Regions from separate parts of the Zea mays genome. Here region 1 is linked to region 2. Evidence: chromatin contacts called from public Hi-C data. All regions are on one chromosome and are shown on one strand. The core of a region is the stretch at or near the end of the contact, and the rest is flanking DNA. Distances in the headings are between cores, read along the strand shown. Region 1 holds the start of LOC103635707 (Glycine-rich protein family). Region 2 holds the start of LOC100274749.

Evidence for each region. A called contact is a pair of places that touch in the nucleus more often than the background predicts.
Region 1: a Hi-C map of tassel shows a contact between it and region 2, with 6 times the contacts expected there. The contact joins the promoter of LOC103635707 here to the promoter of LOC100274749 in region 2. A contact is called at or near these places in 8 of 25 Hi-C or Micro-C datasets (bundle sheath, ear, endosperm and 4 more).

Annotation. Positions count from the first base shown.
Region 1 is chr8:112,908,827-112,911,526 of Zm-B73-REFERENCE-NAM-5.0, forward strand. LOC103635707 (Glycine-rich protein family) reads left to right here and starts at 1,308. Exons shown (of 1, transcript XM_008658093.4): 1 at 1,308-2,497. The coding sequence starts at 1,404. The coding sequence ends at 2,054.
Region 2 is chr8:112,769,301-112,772,000 of Zm-B73-REFERENCE-NAM-5.0, forward strand. It overlaps LOC100274749, which reads right to left and starts at 1,401. Exons shown (of 3, transcript NM_001149041.1): 1 at 1,094-1,401. The coding sequence starts at 1,282.

The DNA of each region.
Region 1 (2,700 bases), core at 58-2,557, 140 kb after region 2:
CCAGCAGACTCCCTCTCCGTATCCGTATTTAGCACGGCCAACAGTTTCTCTCTCCTCTCCGTATCCGTCCCCGTTTCCAGCAGACTCCGTATTTGCACTCCGCATACAGTCTATGACAGCTGGGGCCCGCGAGCAGGAGGTGGCGCATGCAGTCTTCTGCGGAGAGGAGAGAGAAACCGTGGAAAAGGGGAGTGCAGGTACACGGCGTCTGTTTTGCGGAGACGGATGCGGAGGCTGCTGGAGAGCGAAATAGTGACTCAGAGCGTGTATAATACGGATGTGGAGTGGGATGGGGAGTGTTGCTGGAGTTGGTCTAATGGTCGAAGACAGTAAACCGAGTCCCTCGAGAGACTCGCGCGTAGGGATGGCAGCGGGTCGGGTTGTGTTCGGGTATGATAATACCCGACCCGATATCATACCCGGTCCTTATACAAATATCCATATCCACCAAGTCAATCGGGTAAAAAAATGGACCCGTACCCGTATCCACCGGGTATCCGTCGGGTATCGGGTATACGGTGGATATGCTACTATAAAATATAAATCTACATGTAAATTGATGAGCAACACAATTTATGACAGATGGGAGTTAATGAACACCATCACAACATGTGAAATTGATAAGCAACATCACCAATTTACAAATCATAGTACAGTTCATGACTAGTACACGTCCAGTTCACATACCATAGTACAGTTCACAAATCATAGTACACATTCAAGTTCATGACTAGTACACGTCCAGTTCACATACCATAGTACAGTTCACAAATCATAGTACACATTCAGTTCACAAATCATAGTACATGTCCAGTTCACAAATCATAGTTCACACAACACAAATATAAGAAACACCACAATGACAGGAAGTCCATGATGTTCATGTAGTAGCAGGCAGGCAGCAACTTCGTAGTAGCAACCAACAAGTTCATGGATCAATGGTTTCAGATTGCATGCCATCCTAACAAACTGACAGATCATATAGTTATTCAAATAGAAATTTAGTAAAATATAGAATGGCGAGATGGGAGGCCGGGAACTTAGGGACTTAGGGTTAGCCGGTTCACTGCCTTGAGCTTTTTTTCTTTGCTTCATGGGCCAAAAACACAACATGTAAAATTGTGAATTAATATTTCGGGTATCCAGTGGATATCCATGGGTAAAATATACTATCCGTACCCTATCCGACGTATTTCGGGTACCCGACCCGATAGGATCCACGGGTGAGTTTTTCAACCCGTATCCATGTCCACCGGGTACAAAAACCCGTGGGCCCCGCTCGATAGAGCGCGTGTGCGCAGTACAGTGACCTCCTAATTCCTATTCCTTCCACCCTGCTCTCCTCGTCCACTGTCTCCTCTGCTCGCCCACCAAAGCAAGATTCACTCGCCCGGCCGGCCGCCATGGCCAGATCAGCGCCGGGGCTGCCGCCGCAGCACTATGCCGCCGCGGGCGCCGGCCGCCGCTCCTCCTCCTCACCCGCGGCGTCTTGCATCTTGGCGGTCCTCTTCCTCCTCCTAGCCGCCTGCGTCGCGGCGGTGCTGCTGTTCGTGTTCTTCCGCCCGCGCGCGCCGGCCATCGCCGTGACGGCCGTGCAGCTCCCCGCTTTCGCCGTGGCCAACGGCACCGTCGCCTTCACCTTCCAGCAGCTGGCTTCCGTGCGCAACCCCAACCGGTCCCCGCTCACGCACTACGACAGCTCCCTCCACGTCGCCTACGCCGGCGGCGAGGTCGGCTCCATGTACATCCCGGCAGGCCAGATCGACGGCGGCCGCACGCAGTACATGGCCACCAGCTTCACCGTCCCCGCCTTCGCCGTCTCGGCCACGGGCGCCGCCGCGCAGCCGACCACCATCTCCGTCCCGGCGTCCGGCCCGTCCCCGCACGTCACTGCGGCTCTAGTGCAGCCGCCGGTGATGGAGGTGGACTCGCTGCTGCGGGTCAAGGGCAAGGTCACCGTTCTCAAGGTGTTAACCCACCACGTCGAGGCGGCCAAGGTGTGCCGCATTGGCGTCTCGCCGGCCGACGGCCGCGTGCTCGGCTTCCGATGCTGACCGTCGGCCGAGCTCACTAATGCTGGCCCTGGCCTCCACCACCCAGCCAAGATCTGACAATCTCATCGCTCTGTCAGCCTGGTCGGTAGGCCCTGCTCTCCACATCAAATTAAAACTCTTGATGAATTCGGTTCAGGCTTCAGTTCAGTCATCCGTTAAATTGTAAGATAAGGCTGTTCTATTTGTAAATTAGATTAGTCTCTACGGTTCTCAAGATTTGTTGTACTTCTTTATGCTTGTCTGATTTACTAGATTTTGCGGCTGGCGTGTTCTTGTTGTAGATTATCACTGGTATAGATTTCATAGTCAGAGTCCGGACCAAACAAAGGTTTGGTTCTTGAGATGGTGGTTCTTGTTCCAATTTCAATATTGATTGCTTATGTCAACCAAACATAGTGGAAAATGCACTGCATTCCGTTTTCATGTCTTTTGCAAGTGGAAAATGCTCTTGCATTGCACTCCAGAATGTATGTTGACATGCTATTCCAAGATAGAGATGAGACTGTTCTTGCAAACTTCAAGTTGAGATGCTCTCTTTGTGGGTGATTCGGCCCAGCATATTCTGAGCTCAAATTGCTATTGTACTAGGCATCATAATTGAGCTCAAGTAACAGCCTCGCCATCAAGGCAAGGTTTCAAACCTAAG
Region 2 (2,700 bases), core at 151-2,650:
CACCACTTAAGAAAAAGAAATTTCACCATTCATAGAGCACAGATATTGTTACCAACTAGAAAATCGTTATATGGTCTAAATCGATTTAAGTATATATATATATATATATATATATATATATATATATATATATATATATATATATATATATATATGTATGTATATATGTATGTATATTTTTAGAACTAAAAGCATATCCCATAGATAAAGAAAAAAAAAGCATTCTAGTCTACTTTTGAACTAACTCACCAAATCAATACATGAGTCATGGATGTCACCAGATAAAAATCATGCTCGATGTGCAAAGCGCATAATCCTTTAATGAGTAGGCCCACCATAAAATGGTTCCGAAAAGCTAGAACTCAACAATATTGTGTACCATGAGAAAATTAAGGAAACATCATATTTAACAGAATTTAATGACCAGTCTAAACAAGCAAGGCAGTGTTATCTGTGTTCCCAAATCCAAAGTTTTGATATTTGAGTCCGTGAAACTGTATGCCAGTGTTATCTCCCCAACTCTTAAATTGTTCTTGTCAGCAGGTTGCATAAAAGGCCCAGAAAAGCAGCAGTTGACGAGACTGGAACTACAAAAGCTTGTTGAATCCCATTGGATGTATCTTAACCGCAAACAAAGTGACTTAAGACTGGATCTGAAACACTAAGGATAGATTATGGTAAAATACTAATATTAATGTTGCATCTGCCAAAAATTCGACAACGGAGTCCCAAATTTTCAGTAAGGAAGAGAAACAAAGCTCCCCATACTATGTGTCTCTGTTGTGGATTAATCAGGAAACAGGGGATCCCTTGATATTTTCTTTAGGAACGACTAACAACTCTTCCACCAGGAAGCAAGTCCGCACATTAAAACCCCTACACATCTGAATCTGGACTTGATCAGGTAAACCCAGTACCCAGGAGTCCCTTAAGATCGTCCAAACAGGACAATCGTGGCTATGAAAAGGAGAAACTATAATAAATTGAGCTAAACAAGGAAGCTGAACTGAATCCCCATCTATCTCGCACAGACGACTGCATAAGGAACCTGAATCAAAAGAGATCTCATTTTAAACAAGGTGCCTTGCTATACCTTGTACTCGTTCTTGGGGGTCCCATAACCCGAGAAGAACATCTGCGCTACAAGCACCTGGTTGGCGATGTCTCCTTTGCGCGCCTCCTTGTACGCGTCCTGGAACCAGCGCTGGACGCAGTCGCCGACCACCTCTGACAGCGGCTTCCGCTCGGACTCCGACCCACCGACTCCATTGGCTCCCTCCATCGCTTCGTCCCTGCCTATGTACGGTTCGTTGCTGGCTGCGGCAGCTGCGGCGGCAAGGGCTTGGGGCTTCCTCCCTTCAGGAGTGCCGCAGCCGACGATGGTTTGGAGAAAAAAGAAAAGAGCGAAGGAGAGAAGCGCGGAAAATACAAATAGGCGGCGAGCAAGGGGTGTTTGTGTAAATTGCAGTGTCCTTGGCTTTGGTGGGTTTTGCCCGTTTCTCCAACTTGCCTCCCAAACCTGCAGGATGCGTCGGCAGAAGCCGCCGCCGCACCCGCACGCGTTTTTGAAGCGGGTGCGGTCTTCTGTCCTATGCTCCGAATCTGAACCCGACAGCTTCGGACCATTGCGTGCACTATGTTTTTTAAGTAGCAGCTCTACTATCGTATCTTCTATCTCATTTAGTATTTTAAATTTTACTTACGAGGTGTTTAGATCTCTTTATTTTAGAGAAATTAGAATTCACTCAATAAAGTAACTTATTTAGTTTGGAATTTGACATTCCATCACTTTTCAAAGTTCAGATATAAGTCTATCTCAAATTCATGGGGTGGAGATGAAAAATGATTTTATGCATTAATAGAATTTGTTTCTACTATGTAACTTACACGACACTCTTCGTCTCACTCCTCTATAGTAAAAATATAACATATAAATATCTTCGATATCTTGCTAATAATAGTATATAAATATATTTTGCGTAAAATCGAATTAGCTTAATTGATATATGCCTAAATTACTATTATTAGAATGAAATTCAATTCCAATGATCCAAACGGGGCGTTAGTGGTATCTACGGTGTAAATCTCCTATTTTCGGCATCTACCGAAGACAACCTTAAAAATTGTGTCTGTCGGAGGCAGAAATTCTTCACCACCCAAGACAAAATGCACCCCTCTAATCCTAAGATGTGGAGGGGGCTTAGAAGTTTACCTGACCACATGGATGAACACAAGAACACAACGGTTTAGAGTCGTTCGGGCCGCTTGAGCGTAATACCCTACATCCACTATGAGTTGGATTGCTTGAGAGATTAAGTGTAGGGTTGTCCCCCTGCATCACATTGTGCTCCCCTTTTATAGTCTGATGGGAGCACACACAAGAGAGTTGGACCGAACAAGTGGGCCCAGCGTGCCTATCTTAAACATATACTACCCAAAGATATAAGTACAACTATGAGTTGAGATCTTCCTCCCCCGACTATCGTGCCGACTTCACGATCAGGTATGTTCTCTTTGTTCATCATCCTATGTATGCTTTGGAAGCTATCAAGTATGTTGCTGTTGCAGGTACATGCGAGAATTAATGTGATATCTTCGTGTTGTCACATCCGATCTGTGCATCAGTGGGTGTATCGGGTGGCCGAGCGGCGCCTCATGATGGCGTTGCTTAGACACCTGAGATAAACGCCTCGGTTACTC